2 separate regions of the Rattus norvegicus genome follow, and region 2 is linked to region 1. A link is a contact called in public Hi-C data. All regions are on one chromosome and are shown on one strand. Each heading gives the region's core, a stretch centred on a gene start, on an enhancer-like site or on the middle of the called end of the contact. The rest is flanking DNA. Distances are from core to core; before and after follow the strand shown. Region 1 overlaps Vcl (vinculin). Region 2 holds the start of Vcl (vinculin).

Evidence for each region. A called contact is a pair of places that touch in the nucleus more often than the background predicts.
Region 2: a contact with region 1 is called in a Hi-C map of Schwann cells, with 4 times the contacts expected there. The contact joins the promoter of Vcl here to the enhancer-like site in region 1. A contact is called at or near these places in 9 of 12 Hi-C or Micro-C datasets (the A7r5 cell line, Schwann cells, frontal cortex and 5 more) and 1 of 1 datasets of contacts at active chromatin or transcription factors (oligodendrocytes).

Annotation. Positions count from the first base shown.
Region 1 is chr15:3,344,455-3,351,042 of GRCr8, forward strand. It overlaps Vcl (vinculin), which reads right to left. Exons shown (of 21, transcript NM_001107248.1): 8 at 6,103-6,250; 9 at 748-901. Among named protein-coding and RNA genes, the nearest start is that of Ap3m1, 52 kb to the left of the region's middle. Within about 2 kb of position 5,072, at least 18 of the 93 cell types and tissues checked have an H3K27ac peak or open chromatin away from gene starts, as enhancers often do. A contact at or near this core is called in Schwann cells, where this site is marked.
Region 2 is chr15:3,403,515-3,409,970 of GRCr8, forward strand. It overlaps Vcl (vinculin), which reads right to left and starts at 1,286. Exons shown (of 21, transcript NM_001107248.1): 1 at 1,031-1,286. The coding sequence starts at 1,198.

The DNA of each region.
Region 1 (6,588 bases), core at 3,822-6,321:
CTAGAGTCTGCACGTAGAAGCTAGTGACTCTGTCCCAGTTAACTATGATTGGTAAATGAAAATGCCAACAGCCAAGAGCTGGGCAGAAGATGCACAGGTTAAGGTTTCATGGGCTTGGGGAGAGAGGAGCACAAGGAGGAGGAGAAGCCAGCTGCCATGGGGTAGAAGAACATACAGGAGAGGGAAAGGAAGCCACCATGGACAGGGGGAGGAGTGTGAGGCCCTAAGGCTGCCCAGTTGCAGTTAAAGGCAGCCCAGCTGAATTGTAAGTAGTAACTCGGGGTCATCTGTAGGAAAGTAGATTCTAACAGCATGCAGGTGAGGCAGCTGCCCAGCCACTGTGCTATACCAGGCTTATTACAAACACAGTGGCTATGTGTGGTTTTTATCAAGGAACTCAAGAACCAAAGGTTGAAACCCTGGGCTAGGATATTTCTTACTACATACAGTAGTGAATTCTAAGACAGAAACCTGTTTCAAAATCTAGGATTCTGTCATACTCAGATCTTCTAACCACTTGAAGTACCAAAAATGAAGATCTTTAGTTCAAAATATAGGCAAAGGTGAGTCTCCGCCTAGGGTGGTATGGGGGATACTCCAGGAGACTGCTGGGAAACGGTCATCACTAAGGAGCATCCATTACCTACCACAGTGGAGGAAGGCAAAGGCCAGTGCAGAAGGGATATGGGATCTGTAAGAGCCCTTCTCCTCCTCTCTCCGTCCCTCCCTCCTGAGAACCCCCCTCACCTGCGCAGCGTCAATCTTCTTCGCAATACTCTGCTTTGAGTTCGTCATGGCTTCCAGCTTTCGAGCTGCATTTTCCACTTTCGCAGTAAGCACGTCGAGCCCCTGAGACACTTGCTGGGCCTTCTGCATGGCCACTGGCGAGGCTCCTTGTCCTCTACTCAGAACGACAAATATGGTCATTATATCCACTAAAATACTGTATAAAAATATTCATTTACCCGGTACGTGTTCTTTTTATTAGCATGTGTGTCTTTATCTATTTTCCCAATAAGCTCAGACAGGTTAAGAAAACAGAAAAAAGGAAAATATCCAAACCACCTATTTTCTCTTTTACTTTGAAAAAAGAATAGTTTTATTTTGTCTTGTTTTTAGAAACCAGGTCTTATCTAATCGTAGCTGGCTTTGTAGAACTCCTCATTCTCAAATGCTAGAATTAGAAACCTGCGCTGTTGTGTCCAACTCACATTAGCTTCAGGGAACTACTTAGCCACATGGAAGCCAGGCCAGCAAATGTTGATAATTATTCTTTTTTTTTTTCTTTCTTTTTTTTCTTTTTTTCGGAGCTGGGGACCGAACCCAGGGCCTTGCGCTTGCTAGGCAAGCCCTCTACCACTGAGCTAAATCCCCAACCCCTTGATAATTATTCTTGATTAAATAACCAAACATAAACTTCCGTGGGAAATTTTGATGGAGATCTTACTGTTCTAGAGGGCTTTGTTACTATAGCCGGGTGTGTTTTAGAAATCAGTAGCCATTAGCTTGTCTTATTTATGAGGAATCGTACGTTGAAATTGTTTGAGAACATGTGCATACAGTATGAGAGAGTAGACCACACCGAAACCAATTAGACCTGTTTCTAACTCCTGACTTTTGGCCCCTTTGGGATGTTTGTTCTGGTGTTTAATGTTCTTGGGCTTCAGAGTTTGTTTGGCTTGGGGTTTAGGGGATTTTGTTGTTGTTTTGGACACAAAGCCTGCCATTGCAGCCCTGGCTGTCCTGGGACTCACTATTTGGACCAGGGTGGTTTCAAACTCTTAAATATGCACCTTCTGTGCCTCCCAAGTACAGAAGTTAAAGGAGTGTGCCACACACCTCAGCTTCTCCTTCTCATTTATAAAACTACAGTGACATAAGGTAAGGTTGGCAGCAATGCAGTGTTTGCCTGTATAAAGTCTCAGACGGTCTGCCCAGACTGCATAGGAGTCTGATCGCAGCACCGGGAGGGGAATGGCCTGTCACGATAATGTACAGGGCTGAAGTGTGGCTCTCGGGTGTAGACAGCTTGCCTGATTTGTGAGATCCAGAGCTCAATCGCAGCTCAAAGGTGACTGGGGGTGTGGAGCATAAAGGAAAGGAAAATATGGGAAAGAAAGAAAAGAGAACATATACTGGAAAATACATTGAGAATACAAGTTTATAAAGTACCTACAACTAAGCTGTCATCACTGCTATGATGAACCTAATGATAACCTTGACATGTACCCTCCACTACGATGCAACCTGCAGGGGACAAGCAGGTGAACACTGAGGGATGAAGAGCACTGTTTCCCATAAAGCCTTTAAAGACTCATACATTACCCTCTCAGAAACAGTATTCAGCCACGCAATAAAAGACAGGGCTTAGCAGAGACTGGATGCCCAGGCCAGAAAGTGAGACTTGCCATCTTTTTACAAACTCGGATTACTTTCAGCTGGACTAGTAATTCAATCAAGGGTGTGACAATTTCTTCCTTTTTACAGAATGGCATAATTGAATCTGAGCTTCTAAGTTTAGGATAAACTCCAATACATCCTTGTTTCCCTTAACAGTAAAATGAATCTAATTATTACCCATCTTTAAAAAAAAATTTTGAGATGGCATTTGCCATTCGCTGTGTGTGTCTGTGCACTGTGTGTGCACTATGTGTGTGCACTGTGTGTGTGCAGTGCCTGCGAGGGCATCGAATCTTCTGGAACTAGAGCTACCGACAGCTGAAGCGTGCGTGGGCACTGAGCCCCATGTGTATTTTTTTCTGCACGTATGTGTACATGTGCATGCTTGTGTCTGTGTGTCTATGCCAGGGTATGGGTGCTGTTCTCAGCTGTCATCCTCCCTGTCTAATGAGACTGGGTCTCTTGGGAGTCAACTTGCTGATTCGACTAAGGCTGGCTGAACAGTGAAGCCCGGGAATAGAACTGTCTCTACCTCATTGGACTGGAATTATGGACCCCAGAGGGTCATGAGGTCTGACTTTGGTAACAGACTCTAAAGACCGTCACGCTTACTTGGCACGTGCCTTACTGACTAAGCAATGTGTACCCGCCCCTTCTGCCATCTTTTTAGAACCCGTCTATACCACGCCGTAGGCAATGAGTCCCAAAAGCACACTGCCGGGCCTCACACGGAAGCCTCCCTGCTCGCTAACTAGAAAAGGAAGGAAGACGGGAAACACTCACTGCCAGTTTCTTTGAATTAATCATGACGAATATTTCTCCTATATGAATCTAACTGTGAAAACATAAAAATATATATGAGCCAAATTCAAACTAAAAAGTTTATTGAGGCCAGCAAGGCAGTGGTGGTGCACGACTTTGATCCTGCCACTCAGGAGGCAGAGGCAGGCAGAACTCAGTGAGTTTGAGGCCAGTCTGGTCTACAAAGCATGTTCCAGGACATCCAGGGCTACACAGAGAAACCCTGTTCTCAAAAAACCAATCTAAACAAAACAAAAAAGAACAACAAAAAAAGGGGTTGGGCATTTAACTCAGTGGTAGAGCACTTGCCTAGCAAGCGCAAGGCCCTGGGTTCAGTCCCCAGCTCTGAAAAAAAGAAAAGAAAAAAAAAACAACAACAACAAAAAAATGTACGGAGTCTTACAGGGTTAAAAATGTATTCATAAAACCCAGCAGCTTGAATACCAATGAAGAAGTGTTACTGTGCTTCAGCCATCAAAATGGTAAAATAACTGGCCTCGTACATTTTAAAAAAACACAAACAATGGAAGACAGCTTTCTCATCTTTTATCATGAAAGGACAGTGCAGGCTCCAATGTGGGACAGGACCAGTCACTCATCCCCGTTCTAGCGTTTTCTTAACAGATTAATGGTCTCTCCCAGACAACTACCTCCTTCTTTTGCTTAGATTCACAGCTGTGTTTTTGAGAATTCCAAATGAAAATTGCCTGCCACACTGTGAAAGGGATGCAGAACCAAAGAGCCAACAATGAGAAAATCAGAAGAGCCAAGAATCTTCTCAAACTGCACTGGCATTTTTCCAAATGGGAACAAAACTTTTTTTGTCCCTTCCGAAAAGTTCTTACGGTGCCTCAGACAAGGAAGGCTGCTTCTCGTAGGGAACAGACTCCGTGAGACCCAGGACACTGCACAAAGCTGTTCTCTCTGCCAAGGACAGGCACCCCGAAAGCCACAGCCACGGGGCTTCTATGGATACGACACTACCACAACCCCACAGAGGAGTCCCTGATATTATCTAGGCGCCCGCCTTGCTTTAGGCAGAGATGAACGGTTTCGTGAGAATAGAAGTTTCATGTGAACCAAAAGGAGTACGTATATAGGCTACAGTTAGGCTGGGTACATAACTTTGGATCCCGTAGCTCAGGTTTGTTTCTGGGCCCTGTAGTATACAGTGTGCTATGTACCCCAGTGATCAAGGAGTTTCAGAACAGTCTCAAAGCAAAAGTAAATCTCATCTGCTCTAGGGACTTCCGCACAATTCAGTCCTCTCCAAGTCTACAAATACATGCACTAACTCCATAGATGAGTATTTTTTAATCTACTTTATACTGAGTTTTTTTTTTTCAATAGCAAACTAAGTGTACTTATTTAGGGATAGGTGTTCTGAAAACAAAGATTTGAGAAGGGGAAAAGGAAGGTTAAAACAGATCATAAGGCCTGTGAGATGGCTCAGGTGTACACACAAGAATAATAATAAAATAATAACAATTTAAAAAATAGATGTTACCACAAAATAAAAAAGACAGTATCTCATGTTGTAGTGGGTTTGGCCTAAAGCTGCTTGTATTATGATGTTAATTTTGGTGTCCAAACTGGTTACAGAAGTGTAACACAGATACTGAGGGACCCTGCCCTCCCCCCCGACCCTCACCCCCCCCCAACCTCCACCCCAACCCCCACCCCCCGAGTTGGTTCTGATTGGGAAATAAAGATGCTGGCAGCCAATGGCTGGACAGGGCAGACAAAGGTGGGGCTTTTAGGACTTCCGGTCTTGGAAAAGAGAGGAAGGAGGAAGAAGCAGGGTGATCCACCATGCTGGGAGAATAAGAAGGGGAGGAGAGATGCCGGGCCTGACAAGAGTGGAGGAGAGGGAGGCATGACCGCCACGTGAAGGAGCCAGGGGAGTGCGGCCCAGATAGGCAGCCCTCTGGTAGACTATAGAACTTAGTAAGTGATAACTCGGGCGGAGGGAGGCGGTTTAACCATGTGGTGTTAGAAAGTGGCCCGGCTGTTGCACTGTTTAAGGCATATCAACAGATAAAAAGGCTGAGTGTAGGGGTTGGGGATTTAGCTCAGTGGTAGAGCGCTTGCCTAGCAAGCACAAGGCCCTGGGTTCAGTTCTCAGCTCTGGGGGGGAAAAAAGGCTGAGTGTGTGATGTTCATTTGGAACAGAAAACATTTAGGGGCAGGCAGCAGGAACTCACCACCAGGAGTTATATATAAAAATCTTGCTACTTATGTAGCTCGGGCCTTCAACTCAACAGCTAGCTGAGGATGACACTGAAATCTGTCCTCCTGCCTCACCTCCTGTGTTCTAGGGATCGGAGGCACCCGCTCCTGCTGGTTAATGGGTTCCAGGAACTAAGTCCAAAGCTGCATACACACTAGCAAGCATTTTCTCAACTGGACTACATCTCAAGCCCTACCAAAGTTTTTCATCTATGCATCCATTCTTTATAAAAGATAACTAACGGGGTTGGGGATTTGGCTCAGTGGTAGAGCACTTGCCTAGCAACCGCAAGGTCCTGGGTTCGGTCCCCAGCTCCAAAAAAAAGATAACTAACTTGGTCAGAGTTCAAGTCTGCCCCTTTCTTCCCCCCCCCCCCCCCCCCCGGAGCTGGAGACTGAACCCAGGGCCTTGCGCTTCCTAGGCAAGCGCTCTATCACTGAGCTAAATCCCCAACCCAAGTCTGCCCCTTTCTTAAAACAACAACAACAACAACAACAACAACAAAAACAAAAATCAATTCTAGAATAGACTCTAACTTTATTAGACTTGGAATGTCTTAAAGCTCTATTATTAGCAAAAGAGAATTCAGTAAAATTGGCGACGACCTGCGCTCTGAATCACCTCGTGGGGAGTAAGTGCCCGGTGCTGGTTTGAGGAAAGCAGAGCCTTACCTGGCTCGGAGGTCAGCCACTTGGTCAGTCATCTGCCCTAGCATCTTGCAGGTTCCTAGGATCTCCCTGCGTTCCTTGCCTGCACAAAGTTCACCAACTTTTCCAGCTTCGTCCAAGATCTGCCTGATGGCCTGCTCACCGGCGTCCCCTAAAACCATGAGATAGTCAGTACCTACACTGTGGGACATCAGTTATCCAGAGAGATCCCCTCACAAGTCATTCCATTCATGAAGGAATACGTAACCTGACAGCTACAGCCATACCCTGCCTCACAGCCACAAGGTGAGGCTCCACCCTGTGAAGGGAGATATGCAGTGGCTTTGCCATGAGTACCAGGGCGAGGAGAAATGGTGTCCTAATTCAACAGGACTTAGGCCCTCCAACTTCCACTAGGCCTTTCACGTGTGCTCCATCTAAGCCATATAGCCAAAGACCTGGCTGGGTCTCATCTTTACATATGCAGCTTTACATCCGACATTCTGAACA
Region 2 (6,456 bases), core at 36-2,535, 55 kb after region 1:
TTATGGGACTAGTCAGTCTCTCTCTCTCTCTCTCTCTCTCTCTCTCTCTCTCTCTCTCTCTCTCCCCCCTCCCTTTTCAGAAGTGGAGATCAGTGGAGAGCCTGCGGCAGGCAGTTAAGTGTAGTCTAGGAAAGGAAGCCCCAGCCTTCCCCTCAGGCAGGGGCTGCAGATCCTAGAGTCCACAGGCCTCTCGGCAGCTCCATCTTGCTTCCTGCCAGAAGGAGGGGCAGAGGAGAGGCCCCCCGAATCTGGAAAGGCCCCAGCGGGAAGAAAGCCATTTGACAGTAGGTAAAGCTGGGTGAAAGGCTTCACAGAAGGAATAAAATGAATGACTATGGGGTCAGGCAGAAGTAAAGCAGGGCTCCTGGTTATGAATTACTGCATAAAGGTGTTAAGAGTCCCGGAGGTGTGAGCAAAATGCCCCGAAGGAAAGGAGGCAGCGACAGAAAGAGAAGGAAGCCAAAGAGAAGGAAAGCAACAGACACCAGGATCCCTGGGGAGGGCTGGGCAGGTGGGTCTCGGGGGACACAAGTGTTAGAAAGGCGAGCAGCCGGGTGCAAATAAGAATCCTTAGAAGTAAAGGCAGAGAGCCCGTAAGAGAACCCACCCACAGGCTGGACAGGAGAGGCCTAAAAAGGAGCTAAGAGCAAGGTAGTCAACGGGAGGGACGCGAGCCTGCCCAGGGGAGGGACCGTGAGACAACCTAACAACTATCACTTCTTCGGCGCCTACTACGGGCGCACACACGCTAGGCACTTTACAACTAAAACCTCGCTGACTCTTTACAGCACAGCCCCAAAGCAGGATTTCTCACGGGTGCCCCCATTTTATAGATGAAGAAACTGAGGCCCCCGACAGACTCAGTGGCTTGCTCAAGGTCACAGCCCAGAGAAACCGGCATTCGAAACCACGGCACCTGCCCTGAAGCCCACCCAGCACTCCAAGCGCCTGCGAATGCAAGCAGCGAGGAGGACCGGGACCCTGGGGACGTCTCCCGCCCGCGCTCCAGTCCCAGGCCCGGCGCGCTCACCCGGACGAGGTTGCTGACGGCCGCCTGCACAGCGGCCACGGGCGCGGTGAGGTCAGGAATGGCTTTGCCGTCCACCTCGCCCTCCTCGTGCATAATCACCAGGTGAGAGATCTGCTGCGCCACCGGCTCCAGGATGCTCTCGATCGTGCGCGTGTGAAACACCGGCATCGCGGCGGCTGGCGGGGCGGCGAACCGCAGGCAACAGAAAACCGGGAACCGTAGGGCCGGGAGCCGGCGGCGAGAGACTGACTCGGAGCGGCGACTAGAGTCCGGGCTTCCCTCAGCGTAACCAGTCCCACAGGCGCCCCGCCCTCTCACGTCGCCGCGCCCAATAGCAACGCCGCTCAGAGCCCGACTGCGGCTTCTATTAGTCTTCCTTCGAGAAGCTCCGCCCCCAAGGCCGCGCCGCCCCGCCCCCATTCCCAAGGGAGGGGCCTGGGATTGGGGCTGCGCCGCAGGGATTGCGACCGGATTCCCGAACCCTCTCGCGGGGCGCTCCTTATAAGGGCATAGTGGGAGCGGAGCGTGCGACTGTACTGGACTGGCCACGCCCCCAGGGGCCGCCTCCCGCCTCAGAGTGGCGGAGCTCCGCCCCTCCGCAGGATCACCTCAGTAGGGCGGGACATCCTCACCTCAGGCTGTGCGGATGCGGGGAGACCCAGGCTTCCCCCGGTCTCCCCGCAGGGTGCTCCCCTTTTACCGTCACCGAACGCAGTCAAAACACTGTTCCGTCACCTCCCAGTAATTTACGAGAACGTAAAAAGACCCAAACAACAAAAACACACCAAGAAAGGTGAGTGCCCACTGATTTACACTATCTGCCGTCACGGTTAAGTTTTGGTGTGGCACTTTCTAGATCTCTGTACACGACCACTTGCAAATATGTTTTCTAAATAAATAGGGATGTAATGAAAACTACCTGGTAATCTTTCACTTTTGGTGAATAGTAAGTCTGCCACGTTCTGTTTTAGTGACCGGTATCTCATTCTTGCAAATCAGTTTAGGTTTGGTTCTGTTGCTAAAGTGTTTGCCTAGCGTGTAAGAAGCCCTTAGGTTTGATTCCCAGCACTAAATCAGACTTGACAGAGTGGGCCAGTATACCACCAGCACTAGGGAGATGGATCAGGGGTTTAAGGTCACACTCAGCTACGGAGAAAGTTTGAGGCCAGCCTGGAGGAGGGGGGAAGGGTGTCAGTCCGTTTGTGGATTGTGATGAACATCTATCTATCTGTAGTTAAGCAGGACTCCAGAGGCAGGGTTGGAAGGATCATTTGAGGAAGGAGTTCCAAGCCAGTCTGAGCAACATGACAAGACCCCCATCTCAAAAAAAAAAAAAAAGTGAAACGAAAATTCAAAGGTGTCCTTTTCACAAGCGGGTAAGTAGGGCCAAATTGCCCAATCCCCTCACCACATTTGAGACATCTGCATGTCTACCTAACCTCAAACTCTCTTGCCCAAGCTTCCTCATTCTGAGATGAAACACACTCATTAATGCCTTCAAATGAAAGATCCTCAAGTCAAAGAAAAATGTTTCTCAGGATCTCACTTTTTGCAGAAGGCCAAGTCACACGTTGTCTTACCCGACTTTTAAAGTTATGTTTGTCTAGCTGTATACACTCCTGTTTCTGCTGAGTATGTTGCCGCCAAGCCTTGACCTTCCTCTTGATTTGGGGATGAGCTCAGTTGGTGAAGAGTACTTGTCTACCATACACAAAGCTTTGGGTCAGTCTCTAGCACCACGTAAACAAGACATGGTGTTGGTGCACACCTATACTCTTGTCACCCAGGAAATGGAGGCAGGAGGATGAGAAGATGTTCAAGGTCTTCCTCAGCTACCTAGAAAGTCTGGGCTGCTTGAGACCCTGACTCAAAAACAAAACAAACAAAACCACCGTAATAATTAACCCGGGAAGTTTGGGGAAATGCACAAGAATGCACGAAGGCTCATCCATACTTGAAGAGTCTCTGTCTCCTACTGAAACAAGTACATTCTGTACCGGAGGGAGCTCGTTTCTATCTGACTTTTGATAAGAAATCCTGGGTCATTCAACATCAGGCTTCTCTTGTCCGGAGTCTCTCAGTTCGTCATTGTTTTACTTATTACTCAACGACCTATCTCCTAGACAGGGATCTTCAGTTTAACTACAAACCTTCCCAGAACTTGGGAACCCCTCTACTCCACTAACTTAATAATTCTTCTCTTAGCTGCTGGGAAGAATCCAAGACAGGCATTTCTCATACCCATGGACCTCCTTCCTTAAGCCCATAGCAAATGAGTGACCTTCAAAAATAATTTACACCCATCGGCTCCGTCTTCAAACGCGCTGTGGCCTTGCTACCGTTTCCCAATAGCTACTATCGTACTTCATCTCTAGACACTGGAGGGAGTACACCCTGAACTTAGGCCAAGGTAGGAAAGATGGCAGTGATGACTGAGCCAAAGCAGGGAAATGGAGACTCCGCAGGGCCCAAAGAACAGGGGAACCAGCAGCTGAAAACCTCTCCAAGACTCATGACAGAAGGCTCAGTTGTGTCATTGAATCCTTTTTCTATATGACAGACTAGAAGACAATATTTACCATAAAGACAGCAAGCACTGGCACGATGTGCTTCTGGAGGAATGCAGGCGCCAGTGCAACTGCCCTGTTTGCATACCAAATAGTCAAGCTGAGTTGCATAGGTGGTAATGGTCTGACCACTACTGACTCTTTAATAAGTCAAGAGTGAGCCTGGTGGTGACGGTGCACACCTTTGATCCCAGCACTTAGGAGGTAGAAGCCGACGGGTCTCTGTGAGTCAATAGCTCCCAAGAAATACACCCCTCCTTATGGAAATTCGTCAAAACTAATATAAAATGCAAAGAACAAAAAGTCAGAATCATGGCTCTTCAAGCTAACCCTAGCTTTACAGTTTGACCAAGACGCAAATCTCATAAGTAGCTTTCCTTCGTAGGCTTTATGTAAGAATCAGTAAAAGAATGTGTATAGAGTCCAGGAGAGCTGAGGACAAGTCTCAGTTGGCGGCAGGCCTCCCTAGCATACATGAGATGCTGAGTTTGACCTAGAATACCACATGAGCCAAGATGGTGGTCCACACTTGTAACCCTAGAATGCTGGAGATGGCAGCAGAAGGATTCGAAATTCAGGGTCATCTTCTACAATATAGTGAGTTCAAGGCCAGCCGGGGAACATAAGGTGCTGCTAAAACAAACAACAGAAAGTCCAGGAAAAGAGAGCCACTGTCATTACTGGAGCAATGGCAAATACGCATAATGTTCACAGACCCCAAAACGTCCTGATGGTGTCTTTCTTTGAGAGTTTTGTCACAACATTTCTACAAAAAGCTTTCTATTTTTTATAAATACTGTGAACAAAATTCTAAAATACCTTCCATCCCCCAAGAATAAAGCAGTTTCCCATAGCTCGTCTTAGAGACTGTATGCTACTCAAATTCCAGATAGGAGATGGCCAAGGACCTACGGATAAGAAGAAGTCTGTGAGGCAGTGGAATGAACAATGTTTGCTTAGGCAGGCGGCAGAGCAGACATTCCAGAATGAGCAAGTCTGAAGGAGGCCCATATTCCAGGTCAGTGCTTAAGTTAGTCAGACTGAAGTGAATTCACGCAGCTCAGAGATAAGATGCAAAAGTAAGTTTCCACAAGATTATAACCTTCAGACACTGAAGCTGTGCAGCATCTGCTCTTAATTGTGGCTGGCTCAACTTACCCTCTACTACATGATTAGACTGGAGACCACTAATGATGGGAACACTGTGGGACATGCTAAAGTTCACCAGTTTTAAGTTATACATGATTAGGAACAGTTGTGATGGCAGAATTACTTATATATACATCTCTGTGGCATAAGGAGCTTTCTGTCCTTTGAAGTCCGTGAGAATTATGAGGAAGGTGGAAAACAGGAAGTATAACTGTCTTTCATAGACAAGCTGAGAACTTGAGACACAGTAAGTAGCACTTGTGAGTGAGTAGTTTGTGGAAATTTTGGTCAAGGCTAGATTTTATATTTAGTCAAGACACTCAGTCGCTAAATTTTAGATTCTGGACTGTTCTATGTCAACTATGTGTCTAAGGCTAAAACTTAGATGCACTCAGTAGAATAATACAGTTTCTGCACAAATGAGTCAAGGTGTGACAATGTAACACAGACACACACATACTGACTGAAATCCCCACTGTATCTCAGATGAACCTCCTTTCTCCATCTAGACCACCCCACCTTACCAAGCCCTTTCCCCACATGTCCTACACCAAACCACTAGTGGCTTGATTAATAGCTTTTCTTTCCCCTCCTAAGTGTTGACTCATACAGTATGCCCCACCCTCCATCCCCACCCAAACCACTAACTTCCCCGATTGCTTTGAAAGCAATGTGGCCTTTTCCTTTCTTGACCATTTTTTTTACATTAAATGTACATTTAAGTCATTTTCAATTTTATATGTTTTACAATTTTCACATCTTTTAATTGTACTTCAGTCTAATCTTTTAAGATTTATTTTTATTATTGCATGTGTGCATATATGTGTACCTACGTGTGGTTATATGCATGAGTGTAAGTGACCATGTCGTTCAGAAGAAGTGATTAGATCCCCTGGAGCTGAGGTTACAGGAGGTTATAAGCTGACAGACTTGAGTGTTGGGATCCAAAGTGTTACCTTCTGAAGGAGCAGTGCATGCTCTTAACCTCTGAGTCATCTCCCCCAACCTCTACACTTCAATGATATGTACTGAATGAGAAAACTATAAAAAAGTCTATTAACACAATGTAAAAATCCAGTTCCTAGAACCAACTGCTACTGACATTTTTGTATGTTCTGAAAAGGTCTACATACCATAAAATCTAGTCCTTAAAAGTATAATGTTCAATTTTCACTCTCTTCATCTTAACATTGTGGTATCAAGAACAGTCCATAATAATGACCAGTTTTCAGATTGCCACATAGTCATTTTTTATTTCATTAATTTATTTAGGTATTCACTTTACACCCTAATATCCACCTTCTTCCTCCCAGTCCCCCACCCCCCCCCACACACACACATGCACACAGCTTCTCCCCCTATTCACTTCTTTCCTTCTCCTCTGAGAAGGGAGAGGACCCCCTGGGCATTACCTCACCCTGGTACATGAAGTCACTACAGGACTAGGCACATTCTCTCCCACTGAGGCCAGACAAGGTGGCCCAGTTAGGGGGATGGGATCCACAGGGAGGCAACAGGTTCAGGGACAGCCCACACTCCAGTTGTTGGGGGTCCACATGAAGACCCACATCTGCTACACATCTGGGGGGGAGGGCCGGTCCATGTTTGCTCTTTAGTTGGTGGTTCAGTCTCTGGGCGCCCCCAAGGGTTCAGGTTAGTTCACTCTATTGGTCTTCCTGTGGAGACCCTGTTCTCTTCAGGTCCTTCAAT